Linked DNA regions of Oryctolagus cuniculus: region 1 is linked to region 2. A link is a contact called in public Hi-C data. All regions are on one chromosome and are shown on one strand. Each heading gives the region's core, a stretch centred on a gene start, on an enhancer-like site or on the middle of the called end of the contact. The rest is flanking DNA. Distances are from core to core; before and after follow the strand shown.

The links. A called contact is a pair of places that touch in the nucleus more often than the background predicts.
Region 1: a contact with region 2 is called in a Hi-C map of an unstated tissue, with 4 times the contacts expected there. The contact joins the promoter of EEF1A2 here to the promoter of SAMD10 in region 2. A contact is called at or near these places in 2 of 6 Hi-C or Micro-C datasets (ear pinna and an unstated tissue).

What each region holds. Positions count from the first base shown.
Region 1 is chr11:446,276-450,588 of mOryCun1.1, reverse strand. It overlaps EEF1A2 (eukaryotic translation elongation factor 1 alpha 2), which reads right to left and starts at 1,531. Exons shown (of 8, transcript NM_001082031.1): 1 at 1,521-1,531; 2 at 382-538. The coding sequence starts at 525.
Region 2 is chr11:201,864-206,236 of mOryCun1.1, reverse strand. It overlaps SAMD10 (sterile alpha motif domain containing 10), which reads right to left and starts at 1,822. Exons shown (of 7, transcript XR_011379803.1): 1 at 1,653-1,822. The region is part of intron 1 of PRPF6 (pre-mRNA processing factor 6); the gene reads left to right.

The DNA of each region.
Region 1 (4,313 bases), core at 282-2,781, 240 kb before region 2:
GGGCCACGGCCCACCCACGGGTCTCAGCCAGGAAAGAGGCAAGGTCAGCTGAGGGCCGTCCTCCTGGACACGCGGCCCTAGCAGGTCAGTAGGAGAGAGCGGCGCTGGGCCGCCTGCCCGTCGTCCCGCTATTAATAGCAGCTGCGCCTGGCCAGGCCCCGGGACAAGTGAGGGCAGTGCCACCTCCAGCCCCAGCCTCTGCCCTGGGGGCAAGGAGAGGGCTCTGGAACCCTCTGTGGACCCCTGCAGGGCAGGCCCGCCCCTCCCCAACAGGGACCTGGCAGCTGAGGCCGCCCTGCCCCCTCCCTGGGTCCTCAGGGGGCGCTGCCTCAGCCCCACGCGGGGGCGGGCCTCTGGGGGGCAGCTGGGGCCCAGGCTCACCTCGGCCGCCTCCTTTTCAAACTTCTCGATGGTCCTCTTGTCGATGCCCCCGCACTTGTAGATGAGGTGGCCGGTGGTGGTGGACTTGCCCGAGTCCACATGGCCGATGACCACGATGTTGATGTGCGTCTTCTCCTTGCCCATTCTGCCGGGGGCTCTGCTGGGGAGGGGGTGGCTCAGGGAGGAGCCCCCAGCCCCCACCTGGGCCTGCCCCAGCTGAGCCCCCGCCCCCGCCCCTGCCTCCGTCTGCTGCAGCCCCCGCCCCTGCTCCTTGCAAAGCCCCCACCTGGAAGACAAGGGGCACCGTGCCGGGGAGCCCAGGACCAGTGCAGCCGGGTGATGAGTCACCCTGCCGGCCCCCCAGCCGCCGCAGGGCCAGGGACAAGCGCCCCGCCCCCACCTGCTGGAGAGGCGGTCAGTGCGCCATCTTCCGCTGTCCCTGCCCGCGGGCTGGCAGGGGGGACGCAGGCCCCATGTGGTGCCTGGCTAGGGACTCCCCCAGACATCAGACAGCCCCCAGGGGACAGACAGCAGGGCCGGAGGGGGTCCCTGCTCCAGCTGGGGGGGAGGCTCCCGCCAGCCAGCTCAGCGGCCGGGCACCCTGTGCTCCCCTCTTCCCTCTGGTCCAGAATCTGGGGTTCAGCGCCTGCCCATCCTGGAGGTCAAGGAGAATCCCTCCACACCACTGCTGACCCCAGAGGCCAGGAGACTGGGGGAGGGGAAGACAGAGGCTGCGGCACCCTGGGGGTGGGAACACCGGCCAGGGACCTGGAAAAGCTCCCTTCTTGTCCTCCCCAGACTGCCCCGCACCGGCACAGGCCAGACCGCCCCCACCCCCGACAGCTCGCTGCAACCCTCCCCAAACCCGCAGGGCCCGGGCGGCCCAAGGTCACGGCGGCTGGGCGGCGTAGCCCCCCGGAGCCGCCGCCTTGCACACCAGAGCGCCTCGGTCCCCTCCCCACCCGCCTGCCCGCAGGGACCGACCCCGGCACGGGGGTCGGCCACAGCCCCGGCCGAGCGGCGGGGCGTCGCCAGGCGCACAGAGCGGCTCCGCTCTGCGCCCCGGGCCGGTCTCCGGGGAGAGGTCCCTCGGCGAAAAGCCGGGCCTGGGGCGGGCCCCGGAAGCCGAACGTCCTTACCCGGAGCCGAGGTCTCAGCCAGAGGGACTGGCGGCGCCGGCGCCGGCGGTTTTATGTCTCCGGGAGGGGTCCACCTATTGACGGTGCGGGCGCAATGCACCGCGCCCTGCAGTACGGCAATGCGGCGCGCGCGGGCGGGCGCAGCCGGGGCGAGCCCAGGGGCGCGCGGGAGCGGGCGCGCGGGAGGCGGGGGGAGGGAGCGAGCACCAGCGATGGAGGGAGAGCGCGGGATGCGGCGAGGCGGCGGGGGATGGGTACCGGGACATAGACAGAGACCCTGGCTGACACCGCGGCGGGGCGGGGGAGGGGGGGTCGCGGCCTCTGGGCAGATGGAGGCCCGGATGAGCGGGCACAGCAGGGCAGGAGTCTGCAGGTGAGGAGGGACGGGCAGGCGAGCAGGCCTGAAGCAAGCCCAAGTCCTGGTCTGTGTCCCAGTGGGGCGGGGGGGGGGGGCGCTCCAGGTCTGGCCTCATGAGCCTGTGCAGCCCCTCTGGGTGGGACCCTGCCCACAGCAGGCCCGTGAGGCCCCGGGGGGAGCCTCTGTCCCCTGCTCCTGGCCGCTCCCAGCACCCACTCACATCGGTGACAGGTGTGGGGCAGAGTGGGCTTTGGGGAAACAGCCACAGCCCGGGGTCCTAAGGGAGCCAGCCCCCAGCCCACGGCCTCCCCTGGCTGAGCCAAGCCCTTGCTTGCTGATTTCAGAGGGCCTCCTGCTGGGAGGGAGAGTCCCTAAGGTTGGACAGCTCCCGAGGCTCCAGGCGGGGGGCAGGCAGCGTGGATGTGGTGCGAGTCACGGTGGGGGCCTCTCGCAGCCCCTGTCCTCATCACGTCCCCAGGCTTTGCTCCCCTGCTGTCCGCCCCCCCCCCCCCCGGCTCAGGCCTTGGTCTGCAGGGTCTGGGGGGAGGAGAGGTGGATGCCAACAGCCCTCTGCCTGTTCCCGTGGCCGGCGGGGTCCCCTGGGACTGGCCAGGGGCGGCACCAGGTGGGGGCCCCTGCACCTGCTACTGGGGTGATGCCCGTGGCTGGCCGCGGGGAGGACAGTCGGGTGGGGCCCCCGGACAGTGGCAGGCCCTCCTGGGGGCTGCCCCTGTGTTTGCAGACCGCAAGTCCAGGGACCCCTGACCCCATGGCCAGGGATGCAGAGGAGGAGAGGCAGGGAGGGCCTCGGGGATGACCCAGCACTTCCGGGCGCTGCTGATGCGGTCAAACAGGAGCCAGGACTTAAAAATAAAAGCCTGGCTAGAAAACACCAGCCCCTCCTCCCCAGCTGGTCTCTATATTTAATGCCTCCCCGCCTGTGTGGGGGCGGGGCCAGCATGCAGAGGCCAGCTTGCTGCGGGCGCTGCGATTGGCTAAGGCTGGGGGCTCAGATGTGAGGTCCCCGCCTCCCCTCAGGGGGCAGCCCACAGCCTGGAGCTTGAGCAAGCCGAGCTGCCGCCCTCCACGGTGTGTCTCCGCTCTGGGATTCACAGAGCATGGTCTGGGTCGGGTAATCACCCTGCACGATGACCCAGCAACAGTACCAGGTAGCTGCTGGTACTGGAAGTACTGAGCAGCCAGCACCACGGAGCGAGAGCAGGCAGCTGCCCACTGGCCAGCACTGAGCAACCACTCGGTGCTGACCTCAGTACTGACCCCTGGATACTGACCCCCATCAGCGTCCTCCGTGGAGAGTTGTGGCTGTGGCTGGAGAGTCCCCCAGACCTGTGGCGGGCGGGGGTGGAGCCAGCTGCTGTGAATAGGCCTGGGGAGGGGGCTCCCTCACTGCCCCTCTGCCTCCCCCAGGGGCTGCGCCGCCAGCACCCCTACCTTGAGCTCCCCGGCCCCGGATCTGAGACAAGGGCAGACTGAGACCAATACCGAGCAGGGCCTGGGGATCTGGGGCGCTCAGTGCCCTGAGAGCACATCACAGGCTCCCAGGAGCCCCAGCCACGCCAGTCACTGGCCCTGGTCGCCTGCCCTGGTCACTGATCTGGGTCACTGGCCCTGGTCACTGGCCTGGTCAGTCACTAGTCCTGGTCACTGGCCCTGGTCAGTCACTGGTCCCGGTCAGTGGTCCTGGCCAGGTAGCAGACACAGGGAGGGGGCGATGGGAGAAGAGGTGAGCTCAGCCCACCAGGGCTGCTCCTGGGAGCAGGACGGGAGGAAGAGGCACAGGCCCCGCCCACCTCAGCCCCCTCCCATCCCAGGCTCATTCACAAGCCCCTTGGGCGGGCCCCCTCTTTGGCTGGCTGGGGTTTCACAAGCCTGGGGCAGGAAGATCCGGCTAAAATTAACCATTATCAGGCCGTCAGCCCTGGAAATAAACCTGCCTCCCATTGGCTGCTGGTGATGTCACTGGTGGGTTAATAATAGCCTGTGAATTCATAACCACCTGTGCTCGCCTTCCTGCGCAGGGCAGGTGGGGACCGGCATCCAGGATGGTGTCGCTGGCTCCAGAGAGCCCAGACAGGGATGGGGCAGCATGGTGGGACTGGGGAGGTGCCCTTTGGCCTCAGACTGACCCCCACCCTGGCCTTGGCTGCAGGTGGCCTTCTGGTCCCAAGCGTGAGTGATCCAGGCACTGGGGGGGGGGGTGCATCCTTGTCTGCAGGGTCCTGGACGGCCAGCAGGACAGGGTCCTCCCTGCGGCCACCTCTCAGTGCGGCTGGGGGCGGGTTGGGGGCGGCCAGGTCACTCCCCCGGACCCCTGAGGCTGGGTGGGGCCCCCCAGGGGAGCAGCAGGAAGATGCCATGGCCACGGGGGGACCCAGTTTCCAGGCAGCCTGGCAGGGAGCTGTTGCCATGGCAAC
Region 2 (4,373 bases), core at 573-3,072:
ACGGGACCTGGACACACACATACACACAGGATCAGTGTGCACACACACAAGACTTGCATGTACACACACGAGACCTGCACATACACACATGGCACCAGGGCACATAAACAGAACCTGTGCACACACACACAGGATCTTCATTCACATACATGGGATCTGGGCACACACACAAGGACCTGTGCACACACACTGGACCTACAGGCACTCACATGGGACCTGGGCACACACACAGGACCTGCAAACACACATATGGGACCCATGCACACACACACTGGACCTACAGGCACTCACATGGGACCTGTGTGCGTGTGTGCATACGTATGGGACCTGTGCACACACACATGGGACCTGCAGGCACACACACAGGACCTGTGCACACACACTGGACCTACAGGCACTCACATGGGACCTGTGCACACATACATGGGACCTGCAGGCACACACACAGGACCTGTGCACACACATGAGACCTATAGGCACGCATATGGGACCTGTGCACACACATAGGACCTGCAAACACACACACTGGATCTACATGCACACACACACAGGACCTGTGCACACACACACAGGACCTGTGTGCACACACACGGGACCTGCAGGCACACACATGGGACCCACATGCACACACACAGGACTTGCAGACACACATATGGGACCTGTGCATACACAGGACGCACACACACACAGGACCTGCAGACACACATATGGGATCTGTGCACACACATGGGACCTGTGCACACACATGGGACCTGGGCACACACAAGGGACCCACACACACACACACACACACAGGACCTGCCTTTGCAGAGGGCAGGCCCTGCCTGCTGGGCAGCCTTTGCAGGGAGACGGTCCCACTGAAGTCGCCCTGGCCCGAAACACTGTGTCCACAGCCCTGCCCCATGTCCCTCCTGACGGCCTGCCCTGGCAAATCCTCCCGCACCACAAGCTGGGCCCAGGACAGCACCTGGTGCTTAGCACAGGGGTGCAGCCATTGCCCAGAGACCCCAGTGACGCCCCTTCCTCCCTGCTCCTTCAGCCTGTTTCCCGGTGCTGGTACCCCCGGGGCAGGCAGCGGCTCCGCGGACCCTCTCCCATCCCGGTGGGATCCCGGCTGCTGTCAGGTCGCGGTGCACAGGCGGCGCCCCGGGCCCCGCCCCCGACACAGCCGGCGGGTCCTGCGGCGGCCGGGCTGGCCCTGGTCTCGCGCTGAGCAATGGGGGAACCCTCGGTCTTGCACCCCGTAAGGCTCCGGCGACCCTGGGAACCTCAGAGGCCCAGACTTAAGGGTGTGGCCACTGCGGCCACCGAGGGAGCCCGGTGCGGCGGGGACCGGTTCCCAGGATCTCCGGGCGCTCGGCGCCGCGCCCCGGGAACCGCATCTGCCCGGAGCCGGCGGGGCCCGCCCATTTCCTGCCGGCACCCGGCGCGGGTTGATCCCTCCCCGCCTCAACGTCCCGTTCCAGGAGGGAGGGGCAGGGGAGCGGGGCTGCAGCCTGGGTACCTCCCGAAAGGTGACCCCGGTGCGGGACAGGCGCGGCCGGGCTCAGCCCACCCCACGCCGCGGAGGCCGGCCGCCCCCAGCGCAGCACAGAGGCCGTGGGGACACGCTCAGGCCAGGGGGCCCCCGCCCGCGCCCGCGTCCCGCTCACCGTCCACATCCCGGCGCTCCCCGAAGCCCGCGCGCACAGCCGCGGCGCGGCCTCGCGGGGGGCTTCGGTTGGCCCTCAGCTCGGCGAACATGGGGCCCGCGGCGCCGCCCGCGCACGCCCCTGGCCGCGCAGGCGGCCGGTGTGGCCGGCGGGGAGCGCGCGCCGCCCCGCCCCGCCCCGCCCGGCCGCCCCGCCGAGCCGGTTCGGCCCGCGAGTCTGCGCGGCGAGGCACCTGCCGCCGGCCCGAGCGCAGCGCGCTCCAGGCGCTCCGAGGTGGGGCGGCGCGCGCGGGGCCGCGTGTGCCTGGCGTGTGTGTTCTCGGGGCGCGAGTCGCCGCGCACCTGCCGGGGTCGCCCTCTCCGGGGGCTTTGACCGACCGGGGCCAGGCAGGGGGCCCCGGCCCCCTCGTCCCCGCTGATATAATCGGGTTTCTTAGGCCTCTCCCTCAGATGGGCACCTGCTTCCCAGAGAAGCCCGCGCGACCCTCCCCTGCCATCCCCCACTCCTGCTGGCCTGGAGGCAGCTCCCCTCGCCCTGCAGTCCCAGCGCGAGCCGTGGGGGAGCTGCGCTGGCAGGTGCAGGCTCGAGAACGCACAAGGGGCGAGAGAGGCTCGAGGAGGCCGAGGCCGTGGGGCAGCGGGGGCGCCTGCTCCAGGGTCCTGGCTGGAGGTGCTGGGGACCGGCACAGGGGTCTTTGGCCTGAGCTGTGAGGAAAACGAGGCTTGCGAGTGGCTGAGCTTTCTGCCTTGCCTGGGCCCTGTGGGGGCTGCAGAATCGCAGGTGCAGCACCCGGTCCTCCACCGGCCTGCGTGTCCTGGGAGGCAGTGGGGACCTCGAGTCACGGGGTCCCTGCCCCCGGGAGTGAGGCCTGCGTGGAGCTCCGGGCTGGCCCAGTGGGCAGGGGCGGCCTGATTCCAGCCCTGGCTACTCCCGCTTCCGATCCAGCTCCCTGCCAGTGCACTTGGGAGGCCGCAGAGGATGGCGCAAGTGCGGGGCCTCTGGCATCCACAAGGGAGACCCGGTGGAGCTCCCAGCTCCCGGCTTCAGCCCAGCGCAGCCCTGGTCCTCGTGGCCATTTGGGGCGCGCCTGGCAGCTCTGTCACTCCGCCTTTCAGAAAAACAAAGGAGTGCGTGCCCAGTGACAGGCCCCCCGCACGGCACCCGCGTCCGCCGCGCTCATTTCTGTCCTGAGATGATTGACGGAGGGCACAGGGCGAGAGATCTCCCACCCACCGATTCGCCCCCCAAACCGCTACCAGGGCTAGGTCCAGGCGAGGGCCAGCTCAGGCATCGTCGCCCGCCTTCCCCGGAGCCGTGGCAGGCAGCCGGGAGAGCAGTAGAGCCCCTGGGCCCGCAAGCGGCGCCCTGCGTGGGACCTGGGCGGCGGGACCAGTCAGCCCCCCGCGACACAACGCGGGACCCATCGGTCTTCGGCCACTGGCTCTCAGGAGCTGCGGACGCGGCGGCTCCAGCCCTCCCAGGAACGGCCAGGGTGCCGCCGGGGCGTGCGGGGTTGCAGTCCGCCGGCGCCCAGGTCCACACGCGCGCGGCTCGGCCCGCACGGGGAGGTTCCGGGAGCGCCACCGAGCGCGCGGGAGGGCGCGGCCCCGCCGCTCCACCAGGGGGCGCTCCGGCTCCCTTGCCCGGCGGGCCGGAAGTGGGCGGTACCCGCTCCGCAGCTTCCGCCCGGGAGCCCGGGGTGGGCGGAGCCTCGGGCGGACTGCGCGCTCTGCTTCCGGGGCGCGGGTGACGCGACGCCTGCGACCCTTCGCGACGACAGCGCTGTGGCGGGCTCGTCTCGGAGGCTCAGGCTGCGGCTTCGCGTCTTCTCCTCACCGCCATGAACAAGAAGAAGAAGCCGTTCCTGGGCATGCCCGCCCCGCTCGGCTACGTGCCGGGGCTGGGCCGGGGGTGAGGCCTGCGGCCGGGCCGGGGGCGGAGAGGCCGGGGCTGGACTGGGACTGGGCGAGAGGAGGGCTTCGGCCGGCGGGGACGAACGGGGAGCGGGTCCCCGTGGGGCTGGTGCCTGCGCCTGAAGGGAGGTGACCGCCGTGAACGGCCGCCCACTCCTGTGTTGTTGGTGCTTGGGGAGGGCGTGGGGACGTGCGGGGTGGGAGGAGCAGGGCGGAGCCGCGGGACCCCCGGGACCCTGGGACGCTCCGGGGGCCGGGGAGATGCGGCAGGGCAGGGGGCGGGCTGGGGCGTGCGGGCGGTGCCGCAGGGGGGACGCGGGAGCCTCGCGTGCCAGGGCTGGGGAGCTGGGGACACTGGAGCGTGCGCTGGGCGCGGGCCGGCCTCAGGAGACGGCTTGGGGTCGGCCTGGGAAAGGCAGTGGAAGAAGTGTGTGGGCCCCCGCCAGCCGGGTGGGAGACCCGGAGGAGGCCCCCGGCCGCTGCAGCCGTCTGGGGAGTGAGCCAGCGGATGGAAGCTGTCTCCGTCTTCCTCGCTCTCTGTAACTCTGCCTTTCAAGTAAATAAATAAAAGAAGGGCTGCCCTGCTCAGAGCCGCGTCGGCAGGAGTTGCAGGCGGTTACCGGCGGTGGTGGGTGTCGCGGCCTGGGGAGGAGCGGTGCCTGCCCTGGTGCTGGGTTCACAGCCTGGGCAGCTGCCGGTTGCACCCAGAGAGGGGCCTGGCTGGGCCAGGCTGGGTCTGTGGGCCTGCGTGGCTGTGGAGCGGAGAAGCCTGGGTGGAGACCTGGGCGCTGGGGGCTTCCAGGGGCAG